Regions from separate parts of the Pan troglodytes genome. Here region 1 is linked to region 2. Evidence: chromatin contacts called from public HiChIP or PLAC-seq data. All regions are on one chromosome and are shown on one strand. The core of a region is the stretch at or near the end of the contact, and the rest is flanking DNA. Distances in the headings are between cores, read along the strand shown. Region 1 has its middle 85 kb from the start of VWA5B1. Region 2 holds the start of CAMK2N1 (calcium/calmodulin dependent protein kinase II inhibitor 1).

Region 1 (4,261 bases), core at 963-3,462, 120 kb after region 2:
TGACTCTGCTATCCTCCACTGTTGTGACCTTGGGCCCCAAGAGCCTCGGTTTCTTCGCTGTGCAGTGGCACTAATGAGAAACACTACATCGGTGTTGTGGTGAGTCAATAAGACAATCCATGGTGATACCTACAAGGATACACTTTGCTTCTTTTATGAATAATACTTTAGGTCTGTGTTTATTCACATGCTAAGATGTTAGTAAGAAAGTGAAGAGGTTATGCTATTGTCAGGAATAGCAATAGCCTAAATTGTATGCAAAATTGTATACCCAGGCTTCCAATGATGCAAGGAGCTGCCTGCGCAACAGTGAGCTCCTCATCACTGGAGGTGAGCAAGCCCCTGGTGGGGGTGAGGCAGGGAGGACTCGGGCATCTGCCAGAGAAATGGCCCAGCACCCCGATGCCCATAATGCCCACTCTCCCCCTTCTCAATTATCTGGCTCCCGCTCACTGGGGGCCCCTGTTTTCCAAAGCAGCAAGCAGCCTGCGTGGTAATTACTTTTGGACTTATTAAGCATAATTATCCCCTAATCGCATACAACCAGTAATTATTGTGGCTGTTACCAGGGGCCTACCCATGCAGGGCCGCCCTCAGCACTGGCGTCCAACACCCAGCTGGGGCCTAAGGTGGAGCTGGTGCTCCCTGCCATGGGTTTGGGGGTGGGGGTGTTGGCTGGGGTAGGGCTGCTGCATCTGAGATCCCCAACCTGGTGCCCCTTCAGCCTGGGCACCAACTGGTGAAGGAGTCACTCACAAATGCCAGCCCTGGGGCCACCCCAAGCTCCAAGCAGGCAGGGTCCTTCCAAGTACTCCCTTTCCCGTGATGCTTGCCCAGGCTGCCCTGCCTTTGCCCAAACCATTCCCTCCTTCCGGGCTCTCTTTCCTCCTTTCCCCCTTCCTTCCCTCCAGCCTCCTATCCACCCTCTTTCTTCTTTCAAATATTTACTGAATCTCTTTTATGTTCCTGGCACTATTTCTAGTATGGGGGATACAACAGTGAAGGGAAAAAATTGCAAAAATCCGTGCTTTCATGGAGCTTACTGTCTATTTGGGAGAGAGAGAGAATGAACAAAATCAGTAAGTGATGTAGGGTATTAGAAAGGGTTGAGTTCTATGAAGGAATAGAAAGCGGAATGTCAAGGAGGAGGTTTTCTTGGGCGGGAGGAGAAATTCAGTTTTAATAGGATGGCCAAAGGGAGAATGGGACATTTGAACAAAGACTTGGAAGGAGATGGGCTAAACTAGATGACATCTGGGGAATGTTCCAGGAAGAGGGGCCAGCCGGGGCCAAAACCCGAAGGTGGGAGCAGGTCTGGTGCATTTGAGGAGCAGGGAGGGTGTCCTGGTGGCTGGATCAGAGAAGCGAGGGGGAGAGGGGTGGGTGAGGAGGTCGGAGCTGCCAGGACGGGGTGGAGGGCAAATGGTAGAGCCTGGTGGGGCAGTTTAAAAACTTTGGCTTTTCCTCTGAAGCAAAGTTTTGAGCAGAGAGGTGAACACTTTCTTTCCTTCCTTCCTTCCTTCTTTCTTTCTTTTCTCTCTCTCTCTTTCTTTCTCTTTCTCTCTCTCTCTTTCTTTCTTTCCTTTTTTTTTTTTTTTTTTTTTTTTGAATTAGAGTCGTGCTCTGTCTCCCAGGCTGGAGTGCAGTGGTGGGATCTCGGCTCACTGCAACCTCCGCCTTCTGGGTTCAAGCGATTCTCCTGCCTTGGCCGGACACGGTGGCTCACGCCTGTTATCCCAGGACTTTGAGAGGCTGAGGCAGTCAGATCACGAGGTCAGGAGATCGAGATCATCCTGGCTAACATGGTGAAACCTTGTCTCTACTAAAAACACAGAAAATTAGCCGGGCGTGGTGGCACGTGCCTATAGTCCCAGCCACTCCGGTGACTTGTACTTTTATAGCCTCCACTCTGTCCACAGTGATGGTGAGGGTTAAGGGGGGCAGGAGCCCAGGGAGGAGGAGCTGTGGCTGCAGTCCCAGTGAGAGAGGGGGGAGGCTTGGGCTAAGCGGCAGCGCGGAGCAGGTGGCAGTGGGAGGAATCTGGAAACATGTTCGAGGTGGACATGGCAGGACTCTCTGAGGGGCTACATATGAGGTGTCAGAGAGAGGTGTCAAGAATGGCACGAAGGTTTTTGGCCTCCACAAGTGGAAAGCTAGAGCTGTTTCCTGAACTGGGGCACAGCATGGGTGAAACAGGTTCTAGAGGGGAGGGCAGGCGTTCAGTGTCCGGCCAGTTGAGGTCCAACGTCCAAGGGAGCTGTCAGCCTGTGGGTCAGAGGAGACGGATCTGGCTGGAGGTCTGCAGGTGGGAGCCCCTGACAGGCGGATGACTGGGAAGCACCTAGGCGGGCTGTGCTCATCGAGTGAATGAATGAGGCTAGGAGCCAGGAGATTCAAGGTCTGAGCCCTGCGCCTCCAGCGGTGGGATTGGGGAGATGTAGGGAGACCAGCAAAGGAGACTGGGAAGGGGCAGTCAGAGAGGCAGAGGAGGAGAGCCCGGCCAAGGAAAAGAAGCCTGGCCAGGAGCAGGGAGGAATCTCCCAGAGCCTTAGGGGACCAAATTCCGCCTCTTCCACTTCCCTGCTGCATCCTCACACCCTCCATCCTCACACCCTCCATCTCTCTCTCTCTTCCCCCTCCCCTCTCCCTATTCCTTTCTGTGGCTTTCTCTGTCTCCCTGGGGCTCCTTCCCCGGGCCTCTCCCTCCACCCCTGCCTGCCCGGCCCCTGGCAGCGGGTCGCAGGCCGCCGGGGCGCGGGGATCTCGGGCCCCCGCCTGCACGTGCCAATCCCGAGAGGCGGCGGTGTCTCGCCACCAGCTCGCGGGCCCCGTGCCGCGCCTCCTGCCCGCGTAATGCGCTCTAATATTTATTTACATGACTTTCAGACTATTATTTATTAAGGTATCGCTGCCAAGTGTGCGCAGGCTAATTGCTCTTAATGTGCCCCCTCCCGGTTCCCACTGCGACGCCTTCATGGAGACAGAGCCAGCGACGCTCGGAGCGGGGAAACCGAGGACCGAGCGCGCGGAGGCTGCCGGGAGGGCGGGGGACCCAGCGGGGTCGCGGCGCGGCGACCGCGGGGCGTGCGCGGTCGGGGCGCGGAGGGTGCTCGGAGCGCACTTGGGATGCTGGGACGCGGGGAACTCGGAGTGGGGGTCGCGGAGCTGCAGCGCGAGAGGCAGAACCTGGGGTGCATTTGCTGACTTGGCGTGGGGCGGGAGACCCCGAGCGCGAGGGGCGGTGCTGGGAGCCCAGGCGGGGTCTTGGCGCCAAGTTGGGGACCTTGGGACCAAGGGAAGATGCGGGGAGCCCAGGCGGCATCTTCGCCAAAGTTGGGGACCTCGGGACCTAAGGCTGGTGCGGAAAGCGTGGGCAGGGTCTTGGCAGAAGGTGGGGGACCAGGAATGCGAGGCCCGTCGGGAGTGGGGACCGACGGGCGGCGCTTGGGTCTAGTGCGGGCTCGTGTTGCCGCCGGCTGCCTGACCGACGGCCGCGGGGCCCGAGGAGGGGGCCGTCGCCTCTCCCAACCCCACCCGCGTAGGCGGCGGCCTCGCCTCGCCTGGATCTTCCGACGTCAGCAGCCGCAGCCAGAGCCGGAGGGAGCGGTTTAATTGGCAGGATTGTGGGTTAAGGACAGCTGCGGCTTTGCGGGGTTTGGAGGAGCGCGCGCGCAGGGGTTGGGGAGGGTGCTCGTTGGAGGAAGGAGGGGTGAGGGGAGGGGGAAAACAGACTGAGAGACCCTGGAGGAGCGTGGAGAGATGGGACAAAGCCAGGGGTGGGCGACCTATTGGGACAGAGAAGCAGATGAAGAGGGACATAAAATATAGCCCAGCAAAGCCAGAAGCCAGCTGGAGGCTGGAAAGACCCAGAAGGGAGCGGGATCCTGCCACGCTGGCTTCTGCCTCCTGCCTGGTGGAGGCCCTCACCCCTCACCCCTGTTGCCGGGACCACCCATGCCCCGTGCATTAGCACTGCCCCACTCTAGGCAGCCGTTGTGATTAGGAGAGCGGCTAACTTGAGAACACTGATTCGTTTAATTTTATTACTGGTACTGTGGGTACTGTCTGCCAACTCCTAGGCCTTGCTGGTGTCACCCTGAAAGTTCTCTGGGCTGGGAATCACAGCTTAATAAAATCCAGGGAACTGTGCCCTGCCCCTCCCATCCCACACAATAAAGGCGGATTCAAAGCCAGCTGTGCAGGGACCTCCTGGGACCCTCTGCTGAGCCACACTGGGCCAAGCACATTTCTTTGCGTGAAC
Region 2 (4,189 bases), core at 1,357-3,856:
GGCCTTTGTGATAAAGACAAGTGGGAGGAATGGAGGTGGAGGAAAGCCATACTGATTAGCAATTGCCCTTGCAGAACTTCTGCGTGACCCGGGGGACATCACCCCACCTTCAGGCACCTTGTCTGTGAAATGGGCCTGACAGTCCCAGTCCCCTCCACTTCCGAAGCTTAGCGATTAATGAGCGAATAGTCATGGAGATGCTTTTCAAGCTGTCAAGCACCACGTGCTGGGAGGCGCGTGTGTTTCCTGAAGGTGGTAGGTACTGAGTTGGGAACATGGGATGCTGTCACCTTTAACCTTATTTGGAACAAGGCAAGGTAAACATAAAAACAGATGGGGTGGAAATTGGACTTCTATTCTTGCTCTCACTTGCTGTGTGTGCAGGGATTCGTCAGCCCTCGCTGGGTCTTTCTGCTTACCTTCTGTGCAGTGCTCAGCGTGTAAATTGTCGTAGGTGCTCAGCGTGTAAATTGCTTTGTGCCTCTCAGCAGCAAGGAAGGAGCCAGGCGGATGTGAGATGAATGGGGTGGTCCCAGCCCTGTATGCTGTCACCATTGCAGGGAGTCCTCTACGGAATCAGGGCTGGCCACAGTGGCTTCTCCTGGCTCTATCACTAGGCTGTGATCTTGGGCAAGTCACTTACCCTCTTTCTGCTACATCAGTTAAACAGGGATGCAACGTCTCCTCTTTCTACCTCAAAAGGTATTTATTTTGAGAAGCAAGGTCAACAATAGATGTGAAAATGCGTTGGGGGAAAATAAGAAAGGAGACAAATGTCAGCGCTTCTTGGAACTTTATCATCCTGCTTGTTACGCTCTTGTTTTCTCTCTTAGCACTTGGCCTTGGCGCTAACCTCAAAGCAGGCACTCGGGAAAGTCCTAATGAGTGAGCCAGGTGGCTTGTGGAGAGGAACAAGGTCAGTCCGGGGACCTGAGGCTTCTGCCATCGACAAGCTGTGGGATTTGGGGCTAGCCCCTGGTCCTCTGGACTTCTGTTTCCCCATATGGAAATGAGGGATAGGCCCAGCTCATCTCTAAGGATTCTCCCAGCTCATGTGGTCCTGAAATGGAAACAAATGAAGTGCTACCGTTCTTTCTCACTCATTAAGTCATCTCTCAAATGTCTATTGCACATCCACTCTCAGCCAGGCATCAGAGCCTGATTTTATTTTTGTTTTCATAACTGTCCTGCAGGGTACACAGGTAGTGGCTAGCCATATACCCATTTGACAGCTGAGACCATGGAAGCTCAGAGAGGAGAGATGACCCACCCAGGGTCACACAGTCAGCAAACCACGGGGTTGGGATTCAAACCCAGACCTAAATCCAAGGGACATGCTTATTCCACCTGCCACATTGCTTCAGTCTCCCTTTTCTCTGCTCCCTTCCTCCTCCCCCCATGGAATCTGGCTTCCCGAGGCCAGCCAATCCTTTTACACCGTTTGGAGAGGGGGCTGGACTGACTCCCCCCTCCACCAGATGTTATACCAGGAAAAAACCTTCCCCTTCTGCCTCCAGCTCCCACCCGCCAGAGTTCTAGATAGGAGGGGAGAGCTCCTTTCACTGTTGATGGGACCCCTTGCAGGGCAGCAGGATGAGCCAGGTGAGACTCACCTGGGCCACCTGGATGTGTTTCCTAGCCCTGCCTCCAGCAGCTGGCATGACCTTGGGGTGGTTGCCCCTCCCTGTGGTCAGGCCGGCTCTACTAAGCAAAGACGGTCTCCAGCGGAGGGCAGGTGCTGTTGGCTCCGGCGAGGATAATGAGCGCTCCTCATGCACCTTGCCCCCTCGGAGTTACCATCTGCTTGGCAGATGCGCCTCCCAGGCCTCTGGGGCTGCCCCAGTCTCCCTCCCGGCATCGAGGAGCCCGCTCCTCATCTCAGAGGCCATAGTCTCTCCACAGGGCGCACGGCTGTTGCTGGAAGGGAGGCCCCCGAGGGCAGAGGGCGGCAGACCCGGGACGTCCCCAGCGGAGGCAGCGGACGCCGGGAGCCAGGCATCCCGGGCGAGCCCGGCGTAATGAGGCGCTCCCTTCTCCTGCGGGAGGCGGGGCTGCCCCTTCCCTCTCCCCCTCCCCCTCCTGGAGGCCCTGCGGGAGCCGGAGTCCAGCGCAGTTGGGCGGGGGCGGGGGGGAGTGAGGCCTTCCAGGTCGGACTGAGCCGGGGCGGGAGGAGAGTGTGAGGCCCCAGTGGCTGGGCCCTCAGGGTCTGAATTGGGGAGCAAGTGTGGTGGGGAGGAAGGGCTCCCCGGTTTGCAGATGGCGGGGGAGGCTGTGTCCGCGGGTCGCCCTGGAGCCCTCCGATCTTTGCCCCGCAGCATCTGCCCCCCAGAGAGGTCAGCATGCTTCCGCCCTTCCCCGCGTGTGCGTCGTCTGTCCGCTCCCTCTCCAGCTCCCGGAACCCCCACTCCCCCCGAGGTCCCCTCGGGAGGCAGAGCCGGCTGCGGGGCGGGCGCGCACCAGCTCCGGGCCCCGTAAACACCCGTGAGCGGGACGGCGGGGGCTGGGGGCGGGGGCAGGAAGCTAGCGGCGGCCCGGGCCGGCCGGCGCGGCCCCGTGACGTCGCTCCGCTCGCAGGGATCTCTCCCCGAGGCCCGCGGGTCCCCTCCTCCCCGCCTCCTCCCGCCCTCCTCCCCGCGCCTCGCCTCGGCGCCGCGGCCGGCATTTCTCCTCGCAGCTCGCTGCCTCCTCTATCCCTGCCTCCCTCTCCCCCCTCTGTCTTTCTCCCTTCCTTCCCTCTCCGACCCTCTTCCTCTCCCTCCCGATCCTTTCCCTCCTCCTCTCATCTTTCCCCTGTCTCTCCGTTCTAGCTCGTCCCCCCCCCCCACCTTTTCTTCTTTCTCCTCCTCTCCTTCCTCTCCCCCTCTCCTCTGTCTCCTTCCACCGTCTCCCCTGCCTCCCTGTCTTTCAGTCCCTGTTTTTCAGCCCCGTCTCCCTCTCGGTTTCTCTCCCCCACCCTCCCTCCGGGTTTCCTCCCCGGTGCCCTCCCTCCTCTCTCCCTCCCCTCCCCCTCCGCCCCTCGCAGCCCCGCCGCTCGCAGCTCCCAGTCTGCCTCCCCGAACCGGCGCCGCCGCCCGCACTCGCCGCAGGACCGGCCCGCCCGGCTCCCGGGGTGCGCCCTCCTCGGTCCCGCGCCCTCCGGGCTCGCAGGGACGTCTCCTCCCTCCCGGCTCGCGGCCCCGCCCGGCCCGGCCCCCGCCCAGAGCCCCAGCGCGCCGAGGATGTGAGTCCTGCTCGCCTCTGGCGGAGCAGCAGCCACTCGCGCGCGGAGCCGGAGCGCAGCGCAGCGCAGCCGCGGGCGCTCTCCGGGCCGCTCGCGCGAGTGCTGCGCTCTTGCCCTAGCGGCGTCCCCCGGCCTCTCGCCGGCGCCACCGCCGCAGCAGCCCGCGGGCCGTCCCCGGCCGGCCGCCCCCGGCCCCAGCGCCGCTGACCCTGTCCGCCGCGGGCGGGGACGCGGGCGGAGGAGGCGCCGCGGCGGAGCCCCCGGACGCGACCATGTCGGAGGTGCTGCCCTACGGCGACGAGAAGCTGAGCCCCTACGGCGACGGCGGCGACGTGGGCCAGATCTTCTCCTGCCGCCTGCAGGACACCAACAACTTCTTCGGCGCCGGGCAGAACAAGCGGCCGCCCAAGCTGGGCCAGATCGGCCGGAGCAAGCGGGGTGAGTTCGCGGCCCCCTTGTCTGACACCCCCTTTTTCCCGCGCCGCGGCCTGAACAAGGGTTGCGGAGGTCTCCCACCCGCTGGAGCTCGTTCAGACCCGACGGAATCCCTTCTTGCAGAATTGGGGGATCCCGCACTGCGGGTCCGGCTGAAGCGGGTCGCAGGAACGCGTCCCCCTAAGCCGGATCCCCGGCTGGGTCACCCCGGGGGCGTGGCGGCTTCTAGCAGCAGCTGGGGGTCTCCACCTGCGGCAAAGTTTGCTTTTTGATTTGCGCCCCCCACCCCCGCCTTTTGCGCAGTGTAGTCACAGCTGCACTCGCTCCACAACCCTGTGGGGAGGGGGTCCCAGGGACCCCCAGGGGACGGCGTGGGGACCTGCGTGGGGAGGATCCCATTCCTGCGGGGAAGGCTAGGGTGTTCGGGTCGCACGGGCTTTTCATTGTTACTTGGCTTGGGAGGGGGTTTGCCAGGCCTGGGCGATCGGCGCGAGAGCTGGAAAAGCCCCAGAGAGGCGGAGACGCAGAGAGGCT

The links. HiChIP or PLAC-seq counts read pairs in DNA pulled down with a chosen protein or histone mark.
Region 1: an H3K4me3 HiChIP or PLAC-seq map of stem cell-derived excitatory neurons shows a contact between it and region 2, with 16 times the contacts expected there. The contact joins the enhancer-like site here to the promoter of CAMK2N1 in region 2. A contact is called at or near these places in 5 of 7 Hi-C or Micro-C datasets (blood, induced pluripotent stem cells, a lymphoblastoid cell line and 1 more), 1 of 1 datasets of contacts at active chromatin or transcription factors (stem cell-derived excitatory neurons) and 1 of 1 other capture datasets (stem cell-derived neural stem cells).

Annotation. Positions count from the first base shown.
Region 1 is chr1:210,831,274-210,835,534 of NHGRI_mPanTro3-v2.0_pri, forward strand. No RefSeq gene overlaps it. Among named protein-coding and RNA genes, the nearest start is that of VWA5B1, 85 kb to the right of the region's middle. Within about 2 kb of position 2,213, at least 9 of the 24 cell types and tissues checked have an H3K27ac peak or open chromatin away from gene starts, as enhancers often do. A contact at or near this core is called in stem cell-derived excitatory neurons, where this site is marked.
Region 2 is chr1:210,712,656-210,716,844 of NHGRI_mPanTro3-v2.0_pri, forward strand. It overlaps CAMK2N1 (calcium/calmodulin dependent protein kinase II inhibitor 1), which reads left to right and starts at 2,607. Exons shown (of 2, transcript XM_001160942.7): 1 at 2,607-3,658. The coding sequence starts at 3,493.